Linked DNA regions of Bombyx mori: region 2 is linked to region 1. The links are chromatin contacts, called in public Hi-C maps. All regions are on one chromosome and are shown on one strand. Each heading gives the region's core, a stretch centred on a gene start, on an enhancer-like site or on the middle of the called end of the contact. The rest is flanking DNA. Distances are from core to core; before and after follow the strand shown. Region 1 has its middle 140 kb from the start of CPG14. Region 2 has its middle 51 kb from the start of CPG14.

Evidence for each region. A called contact is a pair of places that touch in the nucleus more often than the background predicts.
Region 2: a contact with region 1 is called in a Hi-C map of whole pupa, with 1.9 times the contacts expected there. The contact joins two enhancer-like sites. A contact is called at or near these places in 2 of 7 Hi-C or Micro-C datasets (midgut and whole pupa).

What each region holds. Positions count from the first base shown.
Region 1 is chr10:1,167,828-1,172,016 of ASM3026992v2, forward strand. No RefSeq gene overlaps it. Among protein-coding and RNA genes, the nearest start is that of CPG14, 140 kb to the right of the region's middle. Within about 2 kb of position 1,819, at least 7 of the 8 cell types and tissues checked have open chromatin away from gene starts, as enhancers often do.
Region 2 is chr10:1,253,854-1,258,042 of ASM3026992v2, forward strand. No RefSeq gene overlaps it. Among protein-coding and RNA genes, the nearest start is that of CPG14, 51 kb to the right of the region's middle. Within about 2 kb of position 2,383, at least 1 of the 8 cell types and tissues checked has open chromatin away from gene starts, as enhancers often do.

The DNA of each region.
Region 1 (4,189 bases), core at 569-3,068:
ACTAACACTGGCCCTAGCCAGAGCAGTGCTTCGCAGAATATACCACCGCATCGGAAACGCGACCCACTGAGAAGATCCGGTGAGAAACTCAGTGGGCTGTGTCTTTGGGTTAATTCGCTCGTCGAGCCCTTCGTCGCAAGCGACGGGTTCGGTGAGGACGGTGACCGGTGCTTGTGGTACCTAAAAGCACTATTAATGGATCGGGAGGATCCGTAATGACGTGTTTAGGGTGACACTTTGCCATGTCTTTCAAACGAGGCTTGTGGAGAGTACTTAATGGTAGGCAGCGGTTTGGCTTTGCCTCTGGCGTTGCTGAAGTCCATGGGTGACTGTAACCACTCACCATCAGGTGGGCCGTATGCTCGTCTGCCTACAAGGGCAATAACAAAAAAGATGAGGAATGACATCAATGGTTTCAAAGGTCATAGTTTCCGGCAATTGTTTGGTCGGACCCTTTAATCTGAGATAAGATAAGCATCAAGATTCGCTCTATTGTTTATATTCCGTGAGTCCGTAATCACAAGTCAGCTGTCTCAGTCGCTTTCGCGTGTCATCTGTTCTTACAATTATGTTACGACTACATTGCATGCAAGAAAATAGTGAAAGAGCTTTAATAAAAACATTATTTTTCTTTTAATGTTAAGTACATTAAACTATTAACTACTAATGTGATTGACGATTCAATTAAGTTCAATTCGATTTAAAAAGAGCATATTTGATTAGTATTTCCTGTCATATTCAAATGCGCTTGTTGTTCAAGGGCAGTACTTGCCTCTCCTATCGACTGAGTTAAAAGTTCAATTCAACTTTAAATAATATGACGACGCTTGCAGCTGAAAGTAAGTATTGTACTTTTTGACGAAGCATGTTGCTGATAACTTTATTTCTGTAATCTGACGAAGCATGTTGCGGATAATAACATGTACTTTTAGGTTAGGAATATTGTGTTCTTTTTTTATAATAAATAAATTAATTATGTGAAAACTTTAAATAATTAGTTGGGTACTTTTAATTAACTCACGGAATTTTTAGGGTCTCTGTTTTTTAGAATGTCGTTTCTCTTTTCTACCACCAGACCACCATCCAACGGAGAAAAGTTTATTTCTACCACCCACAATTACTATGGTTTTCGACAGTGGCATTTAAGGTATAACTTTTGTCAAGTATCTTTCCACAGAGTAGCAATCCAAATTGTTCCTTGTTGTCACACGTCGTTTTTAAACAAGGTTTGAAGCGGTAGGCGACGGGTCGGCTATGTCCTTGCCATTGCTGTTATTATCCTTCCGATGCCAACTATATACAATCAAGCTGGCTTCGTACTTGCCTGCTTAATTACAAACTAAATCTATCAATAAGTCAATTCCGAAATCTTTCAATTTCAGTTTTTTAATGTAATATTAAATGTTTATAGCCTTATTCAAATGACCGTTGATCGATTGGCTTTGGCGTTAAAGAATTATATAAAGTACGCTTTATTATACGCCAATGTATAATAAACACAAAGGAAAAATCCATATATAATTATTTACTTTCATATTTTCCACATGAGAAAGGAATGAAATATACGACACATATATATGTGTTGTACCCCGTACACGAAAACATAACTAATTTCTCCGTTGTTTTAAATTTATCAGTCACAGGTTTGGACGAATAATATACAAATAAATATAGCTTCTCAAATTTATCTACGGACTCGGAGTGAAAGTGCAAAAATAAAACTTGTCCCCTTTAAAATAAGTTCGAGTGCGTCCCTGTACATTGTCCCTGAAATATGAGTGGTACAGTCACCGCCAACAGTGATTGATGTCCGCTGACTGACGTGTGCACGAAAGTGGGGTGCGGCGTTATCGGCACAGAGCTGAGTCATAAGCGGCAGCGTTTATTGTATATAATTAACAATAAATTGTCGGTGTATGTTTTATTGAATCGCCTTCGTTATAGGTTGCGATAAGATAATCTTTTACTATCTAGAATGTTATGGGTTAGGTATGTGAACTATAGGTTTTCCGGTATAGTAAATACAAGTCCGTCGTTCGATGGTAATTTGTTTTGCTTTAATAAGAAGTATTTTTACATTATTTTATACAGTTAAGAACTACAAAACGAAATGTTAAAGGCTAATTAAAAAAATATTCAAATCGCTTCCTCTCGTGAATGTTTCTTATACATTAAGGGTAGTTATAGGAAAGTAAGCGCGGCCATTACCGCGGTGACCTGGACTCTTTTAGTTTCAATTTTCGAACCAGTATCGATTTCCCTTTATTTGACGTGGCTTTAGTTTCATTTAACGAAGCTTAATTGAATATTTTTTAGCAGTGACAATGTTAATGGTCATTCTAGTGTTACGTCGAACTTTATTGACCCGGAAAAGAGAAGCGAGGTCATTGCAATGATGCTGATGTCCAGATATGTCCATGTTTAGTTTTAGATGTGCGTTTAAGGCATTTTAGGTAAGTGGTTATGCATCAGATTCTTCCAGCATATATATGATTTAAATGTTTTAATCTTTGGGGGCTTAATTAATGGTCACGATGTCGCCCTGTAATTCTACTTACAATATTAGGCTTATCAATTAACATACAAACAACTACAATTCGATAATAAGGCTAGAAGACATTGCCCGATGTTCTTTGAGTGCCCTGCGAGGTGTAATGACCTCGTAAGTGGTTACCGTTGTCCATAAAGGCACGTAGCAAGGCCACTGGCTATCAGCTAAGGACTCTGTTTATACTTCGCTTGAACAAAGACATCATAGCGCTGGGCAAATATTGATGTTCATTCAAAATTCGTTACGTCTACTCATTCTAGAAGTTTTGTTTTTCAAAAAGGAAAGGTAATCGTCAATTTTGTAGGCTTAGAATAAAAGTAGTCTTGTCCTCTATCATATGTAGCTTAGGGCTATCAAGAAAATATGAGATAATATCAAGACCGGTGACCAGTCAGAGAGGTATCGTAAATATAATAAAATAATGCAACAATTAACATAATCGAATGATAGATTCATCAATTCAACGTAAAAGATTGCTCAAGATAGAAAGGGATAGAAAATGGTTGATTAGTTTTTCACTCAGTGAGGCATCCATAATGTGGAACAATGAAAACCAATAATATTCTTGATGGTCTCTCAGTACTGTTCGTCGACCATTGCTGAAAGTGAAATTAAAATTAATACGCACCCCGAACTCTCGAAAACACATTTCCAAGATAACAAGCACTTAAACGTATCATTTACTGTTCGTATTAGTTTGGTAACCTTCACGTGTGGTGTATGAGAGTCGGGAGGATCCCACGACAGTGTCGCGACGTCAGCCACTTGGACTTATTAAGCGGCGTTTGTTTGATTACGCACTAGTTAAGTCAGAGTTAGTATGGATATGCCCTTATCATTTTATAGGTCATCCCCTTACCCAAGGTGGAATGCTTTAACATGTCTAATCTAACGGTTAATCAGGAGTAAAGTCGACCCAATGCAAATCGAGCTACCACTATTACTAATAATATTCTCAGGTTATTTCCTAATTTAAACATTCCACTACGTTCCAACATGCCAATACCAAACGGCATTTCAAAAAAAGATTAACACCAGAAAACTAGACGTCACATCAAAGCTATAGCTATATGTATACCAAACGATAAATAGTATCATAATGAGGACATATATTATAATGTTGAGTGCAATGACACGTAAAATCTATATCTGTATCTATATCTATAATAGATATTGTAGTATTCACTATACTACAGTAATTTAAACGACATTCTCGTACGTAAGCAATGAATAACGAACTTCCGATGTCTTATTTGTCACAGCCGAAACACATCTACGATTTATTCGACAAATCAGTTGTGTTTAATAGAAAATAGCTTACGAAAAACAAAAGTACAGAGTGTACTTGAAGTAGAAGCTTTCACTTTCACCACGAATCCCAAACACGCACTCAACTATTGTTTGAATAGATTCATTGTGCGAGGTAAAATATGGATGGAGTCGGAGATAAAATTTTCAATTTCATGCCAGAGGCTTAGTAATTTTGATTCGAATCCCTGAACTATTATGGAGACAATTATTCAATTTCTAGTTTGACAGGAGTATTAAGCACCTTACATAATAAGCAGTATATTTTAGTTTTAAAAAACATTTACATAACACAAATTATTACAAAAAGTTTTGTATTAACTACTATTG
Region 2 (4,189 bases), core at 1,133-3,632, 87 kb after region 1:
TATAGTTCATTCAGAATACAGAAATAGTGTTGTGAAATGAGTTATTGTGATTGTAGGGTTTGAATTTTGAAAGCGTTAAATCGTTTTTTATGACTGCAGACGCAGGAGCCCATTGAAAGTCTAACAGGATGATGCAAGCCGTGTAGACTCACAATGACCATGACAAATTACCGTTGATGTGTAATTGTGATGAAACAAACAAAAATCTTCCTATTGACTTAGTCAAACTGGCAATATAGAATGGGTGTTTATTAAAAATAGCCCTAAACACGTCATTGCGGATCCTCCCGATCTACTAACGGTGCTTTTAGGTACCTTAAGCACCGGTCACCGTCCTCGCCGAACCCGTCGCTTGCGACGAAGCGACTGCCCCACCTTTCAAACCGAAACGCATTCCTGCTTCAGGGCAGAAATAGGTAGGGTGGTGGTACCTACCCGCGCGGACTCACAAGAGGTGTAATTACGCAAATTATAATTTTGCGGGTTTGATTTTTATTACACGATGTTATTCCTTCACTGTGAAAGTCATTTGTTGAGTACGTGTTTCATTAGAAAATTTTTACCCGCCTGGGATTCGAACACCGGTGCATCGCTCATCACGAATGCATCGGACGTCTTATCCTTTAGGCCATAACGACTCACAAATTAAAATTAAATTTAAATTAAAGATTTTTAAATAAATTAAAATGCTTTTCTGTGGTCAGGTAGCCTATTCCTCGGAATGACCTTAATTTATATACACGTAGTACTATAAAAACCTCCCTCTTTCCTCTCCCTCTTTGTGCGACAGTTGAATAAAAAGCTTGTACGAAAGATTTTTAATTCGAGGCATATTCTGCAGTAAACAATTATCTGTTCTGCTTGTTGAAAAGGTCAACTACAAAGGTGCGATTCCACTAAACTACATAACAATGTGTGTGCTTGTAATATTGTACAAAACGGAACATAACGATAATTAACCATAAATAATGTTATCTAAATCGTCTATTTATTATCATAACGCCTACAAACAATAATTTTCGGTTCTAATCATCCATACGTCGTCTGAACCCACAATTACAGCCACCAATCCATCTTTACTTGTGAACAAAAAAACTGTTATATCGCTTAAGGCATTGTGTGAAATATACCTATAGAACTAGCGTAGGTATTTAAACTTTATCGTAAGCGGTTAAGAATTAGTATTGATTGCCAAAAAAGTTGACTTTTAATGAGGTTTAATATTATGTGAATCGTTGCGGTGGGAGTGATGCATAAGAGTAACTGAAGCTAGGTATATATTTACTATACTCAACTAGTTATTTGAAAGTGTTTCATAAAAGTATTTCAATACTTCGATTCCTTGGCGATTACTAAAATATAAATTCGTATTTTGTCGCTCAACATGAAAAACATTTTTAAGTTATGTTTGTCGGGCATCGCTACCAATAAGTTTGGGGCATTACATTGAGCATTTTCGGGTATATTACAAAAATAGACGTTCTATCTTTATAGATACCATATATTGTTATTAGAAAGATATGTAGGAGTACGTAGGATTAGGCAGGCATAGGTAATTACTAGTGGTAGGACCTCTAGTGAGTCCGTACGGGTAGGTACCACCACCGCCCTGCCTATTTCTGTCGTGAAGCAGTAATGCGTTTCGGTTTGAAGGGCGGGGCAGCCGTTGTATCTATACTTGAGACCTTAGAGCTTACATCTCAAGGTGGGTGGTGCATTTACGTTGTAGATGTCTATGGGCTCCAGTAACTACTTAACACCAGGTGGGCTGTGAGCTCGTCCACCCCTCTAAGCAATAATAAAAAAGGTAATTTTGCTGATGACATTTCCAATGACGTTAAGCGATCGGGCTATACGTCCTTATACGCCAACCGTGACACTGCAAAAATTTGGATCTGTGATAGTCGGGAGAGTTATGTTAATTAAAGGAAGATTTATTAATTCACATTCGCTTATACTTAAAAATCATGCCAGACTCTCCGTTCTATTAACACAAAACGTAATACTAATTCTTCTTCTTTTTACTGCTGGTACGACGTCTTGTGGATCCGCACAGGTAGGTACCACCACCCCGCCTATTACTGCCATGAAGCAGTAATACGTTTCGGTTTAAACTCATTTACGTTTCATTTACATTTCTCAGGCATTTACGTTATATATGTATATGGTATATGTATATGGTACCACTTAACATCAGGTAGGCTGTCAGCTCGTTCGCCCATCTATGCAATAAAAATAAATAAATAAAAACTTATATTATAAAACATCGCGTAACGTATTTTCAAACAAAAGATCAGAAACAATCGCTTTGATATAAAGCAGTATCAATCACAAATCAATTCTGACATGGCACTGCCCAGTTCTGAATGAGAGTTAGCTGTTGGCCGGGCTGCACCGCAATGCACTTTTCCACTAATCCGACTAATCGTAAATCTAATTTCCTTGATTTATGGTTTTAATTTTGAACGCACGACAGACAATCCACTGAATTATCATCATTGAACCACTTCTAATAATGCTTTCTTTTCTATTCAACAGTTTCAAATGAATTAAAAAAAAAATGTTTTTGCATGCATAAAGAATGTGTCACGTCACATAAACAGTTCATCTCACTCACCGAGTTTCTCACCGGATCTTCTAAGTGGGTCGCACTTCGATCCGGTAGTAGATTTAGCGAAGCACCGCTCTTGCTAGGGCTATTGTTAGCAATTCTGAGTCCGTGAGTTCACATACCGGTCAGCACGAAGTTGGAATAGCCCCTTAGTAGGAAAAAAGAAAACCAGTTCATCTACTGCTGTAGTATAAGACATCGACAGTATTTGATATCATCATCTATAGTTAAGAACGTGACTGATGTGACTGACGTGACTATGTTATGGGTGTCTTGAATTAGAGTTTCATGTGGCATTGAATAGGCTAGTGGCTACCATGAATTGCGAAGAAAAAATCCATAATACATTACAGAAAACCAACCATATGAGGCCGTCAGCGCAAAAGTGGCATTTTTTTTCTATTGCCCTTGTAGGCAGACGAGCATACGGCCCACCTGATGGTGAGTGGTTACCGTCGCCCATGGACTTCAGCAATGCCAGGGGCAGAGCCAAGCCGCTGCCTACCGCTTAATACTCTCTTCAAGCCTCTTTTAAAGAAGGACATGGCATAAGCTTACCATAGTTCGTATGAAGGCAATTAGGTTTGAATTTTCATGAATTTGAATTTGAGTAGGTAAAAAAACAATACGCGTAAAAATAATGTTTACAAAGCTATCTGTTATCTACGGGTGAAACTATGGATAGGCCGGTTTTGCATCAAAATTTACTACATTTTAAATAAATTCCAATATACGTCATATAAGCTTGAATATAAAAAACTGTGGGTTAGCCCACTTTTGATGGCCTCATATAACAATCTGCATTAGTGCAACGCTTCCTTATAATTCTTCGTGCGCTCCGTTCGTTTCATATTCCCTTAGGAGATATTATCTTGTTATTATAAATTCTAAATGGTCAATGCTCGTGTTTGTGTCTGATTATAAACGAGCGGTATTATTGTGGCCATCGATCTGTTATTTATTATTACGTTATTTCAAAATTTATTGTAATCCGAATATATTTTGGGGTATACTAAATAAATTTTAATAAATTTGAATTAAAAATAGTGTAAGAAAAAATGATTTTATCTATTTATTTATTTATTTAATGGATCACCAACAAATGAAACACTGGCTTAAACATAGGGTACAAAATTATCAAAACATGACATGTGCTCACTTAATTATAGGTAAATCACAGCTAACAGCCTTTATTGTAAAAAAGCGTGAGGTGCTTTTCAGGATATTATCAAAATTTTACTCATATCTGTTCATAAAATATTTATAACTGCTGATACCATGCACCCCACGCTTTTTTTACAATAAAATCATTTTTTCTTACACTTATTTTAATTCAAATTTATTAAAATTTATTTTCTATTTTTTAATTGGATTTTCTATAAAAGCGTATTTTGTTAGTTTTTTTAAATTTCATTTTTTAGTGGAATTTCATTTTTCAATATCATCATGTTTGAAGTGGTGATATAACACAAATTATTTATACTTGAATTACAGCATACAGGACATTCAGCTATCAGTGTTAGTTATAAATAAGATGTAAGTTCTCTGATACAGGTTAAATAAAATTAAGTTCTTTTG